Linked DNA regions of Mus musculus: region 1 is linked to region 2. Evidence: chromatin contacts called from public Hi-C data. All regions are on one chromosome and are shown on one strand. The core of a region is the stretch at or near the end of the contact, and the rest is flanking DNA. Distances in the headings are between cores, read along the strand shown.

The links. A called contact is a pair of places that touch in the nucleus more often than the background predicts.
Region 1: a contact with region 2 is called in a Hi-C map of liver, with 2.9 times the contacts expected there. The contact joins two enhancer-like sites. A contact is called at or near these places in 1 of 484 Hi-C or Micro-C datasets (liver), 3 of 115 datasets of contacts at active chromatin or transcription factors (extraembryonic endoderm stem cells, kidney and pancreatic cancer cells) and 1 of 9 other capture datasets (embryonic stem cells).

Annotation. Positions count from the first base shown.
Region 1 is chr19:55,777,933-55,783,186 of GRCm38.p6, forward strand. The region is part of intron 4 of Tcf7l2 (transcription factor 7 like 2, T cell specific, HMG box); the gene reads left to right. Among named protein-coding and RNA genes, the nearest start is that of Gm31734, 37 kb to the left of the region's middle. Within about 2 kb of position 2,214, at least 37 of the 459 cell types and tissues checked have an H3K27ac peak or open chromatin away from gene starts, as enhancers often do. A contact at or near this core is called in liver, where this site is marked.
Region 2 is chr19:55,592,566-55,598,354 of GRCm38.p6, forward strand. The region is part of intron 7 of Vti1a (vesicle transport through interaction with t-SNAREs 1A); the gene reads left to right. Among named protein-coding and RNA genes, the nearest start is that of Gm41871, 110 kb to the right of the region's middle. Within about 2 kb of position 3,611, at least 31 of the 459 cell types and tissues checked have an H3K27ac peak or open chromatin away from gene starts, as enhancers often do. A contact at or near this core is called in liver, where this site is marked.

The sequences.
Region 1 (5,254 bases), core at 964-3,463, 180 kb after region 2:
GAGAGTTTGTGCCTTCCTCTTCGGGCTCGAATGCAGCACCAGGCTTGCCTTGAGTGTCTGCAGAGCCTTTGATGCAGGTACACCATATTATAAACAGGCGCGTTGCTATGGTGAGGACGGCAGTCCTTGCCTGCTGTGGGTAACCTTTCCCACCTTCTCGGACACTGCTTTAAAACACAGCAGCGTGATAGCATTTCATTTTCTTTGGGCTGAGGTGTGGTAGCTGAATTGACGAGGACACGGAGATCCAAGTTCTTTTGTGATGATGTCTTACGGAGGGGGCGACTTGACTTTCTTAGCGTGATGTGGTACTTTGCAGATTGGACTTCCTTATGATTTATTGAGGAATGTATTTTCTAATGGATGGGATGTGTAGTGGGGGTGGTAGGCAGACGGCCGGGCTTTCTTCTCGTTCTTTCTCCTCCTTCTTTCCCTGAGCATTTCTGTGAACTTGTTGGCTTTGAAGCCCGGCATCTCTTACAGAGAAATGAAAGTTTAGGTTGGCACACGCAGAAGTGATTATTCTTGGTAGGTCATTTGCATTGTCGCTAACTGTGTCAGGACAATGGCTTGCCTCTCAGGACTCCTGCCTCAGGCTCACAAGGGTGCTTTCTCCAAGGCACTGGGTGTGTATCGATAGGGATGGGGACATTAATTATGTAATACAAATTCCCAGACTAGCTCAGATGATGAGCTTTCTCTCATTTTCTCTCCTACCTTTCCCCCACACTGCACTGCTGACCCCACAATCCCAGATGCTCTGTTTTGTTAGTCATTGAGTTAGTTCATCTGATTGTTTAAATGGGTGTGATGTTTTCTCCCTTATTTTAGTGGGTAGTTTTAGGAACCAAAAGGAGCCAATTTGATGGATGTTGGTGATGGGCATCGCGGAGATAGGCCTGAACAGTCTTTTATTGTGGTGCTTAAGATAGAACCCTCACTGTGTGTGTGGTCAGCCACTGACCCTGGAACCATTTAGTTTGCACTGGGCAAACGTTTCCTAAGCCTGACCCTCTCCTGAAAGGTCTCCCTGTTGAGATGAGTTCTGTGGCTTTCTTCTGGAATGCTTAAGAACCTTTAGCCATGCCGTGAGTCCAAGAGTCCAGACCACCTCACTTCCTTTAGCACGTCCAGAACTTAATTTCTTCCACCCAGAAGTGGAAGGTTTGAGAGATTTTGCTGGTATATATGCTCTACTACAGTGTCTGTTGTGACAAGATTATCATAGGCTCCTGAGAGGTTCAGCAGGTGGGCAAGCCCTCCCACAGGGTGAGAAGTGTCATAGAGTCTTTTCCTGCTACCTAATGGGACAGGCTCAGAGGTTGTGACAGGGCTATGGGTCTCTTCCAGGATGGCACAGCAAGGGTAGCATTATCTCTGGGGGGCAAAGGTGGTATAGTCTGCTTCATCTCTGGTGGATATTCAGCATGTTCAGCCACAGCCCACCTTCCCTTCCTGTGCTTTTCTAGGGAAATCATGTTAGAAGAAGAGTGGGGCTCTGCCCCTGGGTCCCCTATAGTGTGGCTATGGGTCTATCCTCTGAGTCTCAGGAAATCCTAGGGAACTGCAGCATACAGGTGACAACCCCAAGGAGGGAGGATGTTACAGTGCTTTGTGCTGGAGCTGACCTGCATGGAGATAGGCTGCTTGGAATGAACTTAGAAGCATTTCTGGAGGGTACCCTCACAGGCTCAAAGCATGTTTGAACAAGAGCTCCACTCTCTCCTGGCTCTGTTGCCCAGACAGGATGCAGGCTTCAGGCAGCCTGTTGTTCAGGCCTGGGATTCAGAGGCTGTGAGGACTGGGGAGGGGGCAGAGGTGTGACTGGTCTAGGTCCTGATGTCACAGTATCCATGTCAAGCTTTGCCCCGTCCGTTCCCTCAGGTACTGGGACTGGGCAACCTGGAAAGCAGAGAAACCTGTGTCAGTAGCATAGATGCCATTCCACACACCACCCTCGCCTCTGCTTCCCAGCTCTGGGAGGGAAATATGCCCTCTGGGAGACACCCAAGCCCCACAAAGGGAGCTTTGTTGGAGCTGGAGGTGAGAATCTGTGGGCGTTGGGATTCCTGGGTTCGAGTTCCAGCTGCCTGCCAATTGCCTGAATGCTGGGCTAACATTTCTGGAACAAGAAGCAGTGCGGCCTGCCCAGCAAGGCCCGCTGGGCGCTAAGGTTGCATTTCCTCTGCCAAAGCGTGGATCTCCTGGGAGGAGACAGTGCTAGACTCAGGGAGGAGGTGCTGGGCATCTGGCCCCTGGAGCATCCCAAAGACCAGAGTTCAGAATCGAGCACTCTGAGATACCAGAGCGTTATGGCATGCCGTTGAATGTTTTCTGTTTGCTTTCCTTTTGGGTCGTGTTCCTCTTACCTTGTTCTTAACTGAGATTTATCCTGCGCTCTGGGCCCACCTTGTATGGCGAAGCAAATCTCTTGATCAGCAATGTGACATTCTGGCCATGCGCTACGTCCTGAAGTGGGGCCTCTGTGCCTTCCTCAGGCACACCTGGACTCACTGGTACCTGGAATTTTTTCCTGCCAAGCATTTTGACTCTGATCAGAGAATGGATAGGAGGAACCCACAGCTATGTGTTCCTTCTTTTCTTTTGTGACCGTAACAGCTCTATGAAGTTACAGAGAGACCAGAGGGCCCACCTATTTGCAGTAGATTCTGGTCTATTCAAAATTGTGCAGCCATCTAACTACAAACCATATTCTCCATCCCACCGCGTGCGATAGTCCCTGGCACAGACTGTGGATTTACCTGTTGCCTTAAAAATTATCTATTTGTCATGGTGTGTCCCTGCATGATGTGTACACGTGCAGGTGAACACGCCATGATGCGCCCGTAGAACTCAGAAGATGGTGTAGCACAGCTAGTTTCCCCCTCAGTCTTAGCGTAGGTACTGTGTGTGTATGGATTTAGCTTGGGTTGCCAGGTTTGCATTGTCTGTCAGCAGGTACCTTTACCCACAAAGCCATCTTGCCAGCCTGTTGTTGACATTCTTATGAGCATTCGGACCCACTGGATATGCGGTCTTTTGTGCTTTGATTCTTTTTCTTAGTGTTTTGAAGGTTGATACATGGAGCAGCATTGTCTGTATTTTGTGTCTTCTAAGGGCCAAACGATCCATTCTGTACCAGACTTCTTTTGTTCATTCACACGCTTACTTGCTCACTCACCTGTGGAATGCCGCTGCTGCTGTGACCATTTATGCAAAGTTTCCCATGCAAATGTGTTTTCCCGTCCCCTGTGTGCCTTCTCAGGAGCGCAGTGGCTGTGCCATGTGATAATCATGTTTAACTTTTTTGAGCAACTGCCAAACTTTTAGACTGGCTCTGTGATGCCCCGATTGTGTTAGGCAAGACAGTAAAAAGTGTCAGAAATGGCGAGAAGATAAGACTGCTCATTAGGAAATCGCCTCTGTCGCTTTCGCTGAACACCCCCTCCTGCTGCCAACACACACACACACACACACACACACACACACACACACACCCCACACACACTCAATCTCCCCAGTAATTTATAATTCTGGATGTAAAATAATCGCCTAGGTGCTGTTAGCAAAGAAAAGCCCTGTTCCCTCCCTATCCCACCCTGCCTCTCAAGGTGAGAAGAAAAGATGCAGGCAATAGACAGGTGGGGCTGGTTGTGTCCACCAGAAAGATTTGCAGGCATGGCAGACAGTCCTATAAGAAAGACTATCTGAGAATAGATGAGGATTCAGGACTTGTGCAGGGATAGAGGGAGGAGATTGAGAAAACTGGGCTCCTGTCTGGGGTGGAGAGGAATCTAGTACAGTCCAAGTTTGGCTTTCCTCTTTCCCCAGCGGAAAAGCACAGCTGCCCACTAAGTCAGGCGCTAAGAGGTTCTTAGTCACTGGATACTGGCTAGTGTTTGGTGGTTTGTTGCTGTCTTCTGCTTCCACGATGCGGTTGGGAGGCTGTCCTTCCTAGTTTATGCAACTCCTCAGATACCCAGGCCACAGGGAGCAAGAGGAACTGGGAGCAGAGAGACCCCCACCGTGCGTGCTGGCGCCTGGGAGGAGCCCATGGGATTCACTCTGTGCCAGGAAGCTCAGAGAGATTTCTTTCATCTGGCTGTTCTGTGATGCGACATGTCTCCTAAGCCCACCACTGCCTGTGTGTTGGTTCACGCAGGCTTAGAGGTCTGTGGAGACATCCAATCCCCGGGTCTCTCCTTTGCTTGAGTCTATTCCTTGGTTTCCTAGAGTGTTGATTGAGCCTTCACATCTTTCTTTATGTCTCCCTCCCCTCCCCTTGATGCTTCCCCCCCCACCCCACCCCTGTAAAGGCAGGGAATGTCTAGCCTAGCTTTTCCTTCCTTGTCTCAGGATGCTAAGAACATCGGTGAAAGTAGACGAGTTACTGACTTGTACCCTCAATTCCCAGGGATGTAGGGTGTAGCTCGGAGCCCCCAGGAGTGTTTAACTATTCATCTTTTCTATCCCATCTCCTACTCCTCCATTGGGAAAACGGTTTTCAAGGTAAAATCATGATTACTTTCCGAGAACTTAGCATAGCTGTTGGCCCTGTATTGATGACTCTTACCCTTACACAGCCTTCCAAGAATGGCTAAGGTGTCTAGAGACTCCAGGAAGCAGGCTGGGAAAGAGGAAATCTACCACAGGATCCCTGGCTCCAGAGCTCTCAATGTTCTCAGAGTTCTCAATGTTGCTCTGGGGTGAATAAGTAGATAAAGGCTACTGGGCATGAACATGTGACCCTTCTCCAGATGACCTGGGCCCCAGCAGCCCTACCAGCTATAGCACCAGTAACTTTATTATGTTTTCTATGGTGGACTGGAGATTGTAGCTCCTTAGAGTGGAGCCATGTCTAGGGTCCAGGCTCTAGGGCTCAGCCTTTCTTAGCTTTGTGGGGGTAATTTCTCTCCTTCCAGACTGCGAAGGAAGTCCTAGGTTTCTCAGAGCTATTAGAATTTAGCTTGAGGAATAAATTGTACATCTTGCTTTGTCATGATTTATGGGGTGAGGGAAGAGAGGCAGGGGAATTTCAGTTACTCCTTCAGGTTTGGCGATACTCATGTCCCATTCCTCACAAAGTCATGAGACCTTAGAACAACTGTCAGCTAAGCTGTTGCCAGTCACTAGGCTAAGTGATTGGACATTCTGCGATCTAATTACAGCGTGGAGCGAGCTGTAATTCAGAGGATGCGCCACAGGGAAGGCAAGCAGCTTGCCCCATGTCACACAGCCGTGAAGGGCTAGCTAG
Region 2 (5,789 bases), core at 2,361-4,860:
TCATCTGGCAGGAGAGTGCGGAGGGGGTCCTACAACTGGATTTGAAGATTGCTTTTCTAATAGCACTACCTTCAATTTTATTTTTTAATATGTGTGTGTGTGTGTGTGTATGTGTGTGTGTGTGTGTGCGCACACAGGCTCTAAGGGTTGTCTTGATCTATTCCCATGTAAAACAATGGTTTTGTCTGTGGGCTACGAAGCATAGTTTAAGGTGACATAAGACAGTGTAACACTGGTCCCCTTGCCACCAGATCTATGTATGGTTTACTTAAATAAAGAACTGCCCTAGAACACAGCCATGCATGATCTCAGCCCAGAGTTCTTCCCCCAGCCCCTCAGAACTTCTCTCTGTAAAGTCATCCCCTCCGTTGCTGAGGTACCTGAAGGATATGAGGATCGAAGGAAGCCCAAGCCCCATGAGGTTAATGATCAACACCTTATTTTCACCATGTTGACTGTTTCAGCCCCGAGCTTAGGTTGTTATCAAGGCAAACCACACCAGTGCAGACAAACTGGGAACAAAAGGCTGGTCAGAACTAGTGCAAAGGCGGCAAATTTGAGCAGAGTAATTAAAACAGGATAAAGGCAGAAACAGTTACACAGAGCGCCGGTCTTTCTTGTACATGCGGCTCAATTTGTGGGTTTTAAATATCACCGGATAACTTTCCGAATCTATCCATGCCTTCTTCACTGGTGGCAAATGTGTCACGTGATCTGGGAGAATAAACAGTTCCTTGTTAATTAATTTATACAGCTGTCAGTGTGGCTCTCTCAGTCTCTGCTCTCTAAGTGTTTCCCTGCCATAGATTTTTCTTGCCATTCCTTGGCAAGCCTCCAGTGAGAGCCTGGGATTTATAAGGCAGACTTGGTGCAAAGTCTATTGATTGTGGCCCCAAGGGTAATAACTAACTAGAGCCAGAGCAACAAGTCAATAACCGCATTGTTGCCGCAGCCCGCACTCGCCGGGGGAGTGAGATTGTTTTACAGCAGCCGAGGGGAATCATGGGCAGATCAGTGTGCTCAACACGCGCTGGCTGCGCAGCGTTAGTGCCGAGGACCATTTGAAGACTTTGAGCAGGATCGCGCTGGCTGCGCAGCGTTAGTGCCGAGGACCATTTGAAGACTTTCAGCAGGATCGAGGGAGGATGGGGTGGGGTACTGGGATTACAAGCCCTGTGAACTCCTTCATTACAGCTTAAAGGTTTCAACTTTAGTTTTTAACATCTGCTGCAACCTCAGAGAGTTGAGGTTCAGGGCTGATGTGAGGGAGGGCAGGCTCTTGCGCCCAAGCACTAGATGGTCCGCTCAGCTCGCTGTGTGTCCCTGAACTCTGTGCACAGAGAGAATGCCTCCCAGCTGTTGTCTGTCTTCTGCGCCTTCCTGATGAGTGACATTGCCATAGTGAGTCAGACCCAAATGGGAACACAGAAGCCAGTTGTCCACGGGTCTCCAGTGACCCAGACTGGACGTTTTGCAAATCTCTCACAGTGTGTGTGTGTGTGTGTGTGTGTGTGTGTGTGTGTGTGTGTTTTAAAAGTATTCTGTGCAAGACTGATAATTTTTCCCACTCTTTCTTACTTTAATGAATCATATGGAAATTTATGCCAAAATATGAAACTCGAGAAGCTTTTTCAAACTTTCTTGCAGTGTGAGTCACTTTAACGGAAGGTCCGGCCGGGCACGTGTGCCTCTCCACCCGCTCTCCATCCTCCGGCAAAGCAGAGCGTGCTCACTGTTCCTAAGAACGAAATCAGTGCCAGGCCAGCAAGTGAAGAAAAGGGTGAAGGGCCTGCCACCCAGACAGCCTACACTTAGTCGCTAGGACCTATGTGATAGATTGAAAGAACCAACTGCCACAAGCTAGCTTCTTATACCACCCTCCCCTCCCACATATAAAATACATGTAACTAACATTTTTTAAGTAAGGTATAGTTTATTCAGTACTACCATCCAACATTTGATTCAAGCAGGCTACTGTGAGACGTGAGTGTCTTCTTATCAGGTTTTTTCGTTGTGGCTTCGAGGGTTGTTTGCTATTTCATCTAAATGAAGAAATCCTGGTCTACTAAAGTTCACCTTTGTGATGCCAGCATTTTGTGACATAGCAAGATGACCAAGCTTTGGCAGAAGAAGGGAGAAGCCTGCAACAGAAGTTCAGGAAGTTAGTGGCACACTTCCCTAAGAGAAGCCATTAATAATCACCACAAAGGATGAGTGAATGAATGAATGAATGACAACAAGCATCCCAGTTTGCAAAGGAAGCATTTCATTTCATTTCAGTGGTCATGTTTATCATAACCAGACTCGAGACACCACAGTACCAGTACAGACAACCACATTGCGCTTGCAGGGATTTCCCTTGCCAGGGCCAGCTATCTCTGTCCACTAGGCAGTCTCCTGTGGGTCAAAATCCTTTCAGTGGGGTAAACAGGGCATGAGCAGTGGGAAATGATAGCTCTGTTCTGGAAAGTTAAGGAGGTGGCATTTGAGCTTGTAAACCAGTGGCCACCTGAGTTATCTTTTTATGGAGACTAGATTTTTGACACACAGATAAGCTCAGCAGGACTTAGCAGTGACTTTTAAAAAACCAACCAAACAAACAAACAAAAAGGCACCAGGCTCTACAGCGTAGACCTCCTGTCTTTTCATAGCCCAGTAGCTTAATAGAGACTCAGGCACACTCATAGAAGCCAGTGTGGGGAGCCAGACCTGTTTTGAGCCATTTCAGGATAACCAGGAGTTTGAAAATGTCCCTTTGGTCTGTAAGTGTGTGCTCACATGATTCCTCTAAAAGGCCAGTGCATTAAATCTTTGCTTTGACAATTAGATCATCTTCAACCGTTTCCAGCCAGCAAGTGGTTTTCATTACTTTATTGGGGCGGGGTGTCTGTCTCTCTGTCTGTCTGTCTGTCTCTCATGTGTGTGTGTGTGTGTGTGTGTGTGTGTATACACATGTGTACAGTTTCTGTGTGGGTTGTTCTGAACAGACATCCAGATATTATTGCATCCCTTCAGCAGGTGGGATTGGAGAGCAGGGGAGGCCCTCCTCTGCATAGCCTGTGTGCTGTAGGTCTGCTGCTCTGTAGGGCCTGCTCCTCTCCTACAATCTTCTCTTGTTGCTCTTGTTGTCCCGATCTCTAGATTCCCAGAGATTCGCTTCCTGTTACAAGCTACTTGTTAGCATTCAGCTCTGAGTTGTCAATACTAACTGTTTAATTCCACACTTACCCGGACACCTGGAATGTTGATAATCAGGGGTTTGGGCAGCAAGGTGCTTTTGGGAAAGGAGCTTAGCAATTTCACATGTAGCTTCCTTCCTTAGATGGACACGTTATGTCAGAATCCAACTTGTGAGTGTTTGAAAGCAAGATTGAAAAGTCAGCCCATTTTCCTCCTCATGACTTCTGGAGGCAGCATGTATGTTGGGGGTTGGGGGGGGGGGGAGGCTGGAGCCTGGCTGTCTCCGAGTGTTGCGGGACTTCCCAGGTGTCAGGTGACAGCCCCAGGTGGGCTCTCCCACTTACCCCGTGCTGACCTTATCAGGTGTGCATTGTGGCTCCCATTTTATAGATCGGGAAGGTAAATATCAGAAAGGTTGATGATTTACTCAAAGCCACCTAGCTGATAAGTAGAAAGCAAAGTCATCACGGTGGCCCACTGGTCTGTCACTACCCGGTCTCCACTTCCTCTGCCCTCTTCTCCCCACCCTGATCCCCAGCTTTTTGTTTTCCTAAGTTCTTTTCCTTCCTCTCCTTTCCACTGTACCACTGCAGGCAGATGCCCTTAGCACATTCTTCACCCCCCCCCCCCACACACACACACACACTGGCAAGCCCTGTCTGGGCTCTGGGTAAGCTCAGTCCATGGGCAGAGAGCAAATGTAATCTCCCAAAGTATGAAGTCTGATCCTTGCAGTGTCTCTAGACTGAGGAAATGCCATCCACCGGGGAGGGGGAGGGGGTCCGTTTATTTTTTTTTTTTTGAGGTCTGAAAGTTCCATGAGGGCAGGGCCAGTCTGGTTTTGCCTATCACTATGTTCCTGGCTAGAACATTTCCCGTGGAAGACAGGCTGGGAATGCCATCTCAATACACTCAGATGAGACAGCCTGCATGAAGGGCCTGTGGCTTCCTTTTCCTCCATGCCCTTTCTCCTCCTGAGGCTTCCAAGTGGAAACATCTATGCCTGGTGTCACATCACAGTGGGACAGTGGGGTCCCGGTAAAGAGCAACTTAGAGTTGACCACGCTCTCATCAGTAGGTGTCACTGCCATCAGCCAGAATTATGGCAGGGGTGCTAGAGCTGTTGTCCGGTGGGCTAATTGCACTTGGTCTCCCTAAACTCCCTCTGGACCCCCTCACCAGACACAGTTCTCTTCTTATCTGTCCCAGGCTGCTAGCAAGTGTTTGCAAAGAGACTCTCAGCTGCTGCCACGGTTCATTCCAGAAATGGATGCATTCTTGAAGTGCCACTTGTCAGGGCTTTTGCTCGGAACAGGACTGGCCTGGCTAGATGCCCCGCAAGGTTCCTCTAATTCTGTGACTCCCTGCTTGTCACCTTCAAATACAGCTTTCACAAAATGCCTAAAAGACCTATAAACTAAGATGCCATCAAGGGTCCGAAGTGTGGAACATAATGGAAATGAGAGGGAGAGGGAGTGGGAGGGAAGGAGGGAGGGAGGGACGGAAGGAGACAACTAGAGAGAGGATGAGAGAGAGAGAGAGAGAGAGAGAGAGAGAGAGAGAGAGAGAGAGAGAGAGAGAGAACTGGATGTCCCCAAGAGGAACAGGCAGCCATGGCTGCATTTTCTTTCAAGAAGGTTCCAAACCATAATTAAGTGAAGACAAAAACCTGTATAGGTTGAATGAAAGCTTGTAGGCTCTGAGATAATTCTGATGTAATTAGCACAGCCGAGCTGCTTTAAGGCCAACGTGCAATGAGTGGAATTTTCTGCCATTGATTATGCTGGACTCCAAGAGAAGTGGGTCTTTGTCTGAAAACTGCCAAATGAAAACAACTTTGGGGTATTTAAACTCAGGTTGGAAATTGGCTTGTGTAGAGGACAGTTAAACCACAGCTGTTCAAGAGCTAAAAACATATGAGTCTGTGTGTGCTTGTAAACACACACACACACCACACACACACACACACACACACACACACACACACACACACACGCGCGCACCCACCCCGTATATCTCCTATGAGAACAACATAGCCAAAGGTGTGCATTCCTTCTAGGTTCTCATGATCAGCAGATGTAAGTGTCCGCAGTGCTCATATGAGTTATGGACCCTAATGAGATTTCAGTACTGAGCAAACAATAAAAATTGATGCTTTGCATAGTTGCCACGGCCTTTGGCTTCATGGCTAGTGTTCCACCTTTTCAACAGCTCTGGTAATATAATATCCAGCTGGCTCTGGAAGTAAGGGAAATTCAGGGGACGAATTGGAATTGTGAGAAATGATTTGATGGATTACTTTGTCAGAGTAATGCGTGGCCTTGGCATAATTACCGAGGCCGCCTCAACCCTGGAGGCAGTGCTGACAAAGGCCTGCGGGGCCTCGGTGCCCGGTGTTTCCAGCACGTGCCCCCTTGCTCCCCTGGTCCCCAGGGCGCCCTGAATGTGGGTGCTTTGGAACAAATGCCAAACAAGCACATTTGTGTAGGAGTCCAGGGAGCCAGCAGGACTGCCGAAGGGCTGCCCTTCCCCCGAGAGCTGTCATCTGTGTCATAGCAAAAGGACCCAACAAAAGACAGACCAACCTTGAAATAAAATGGGGCGAAGCT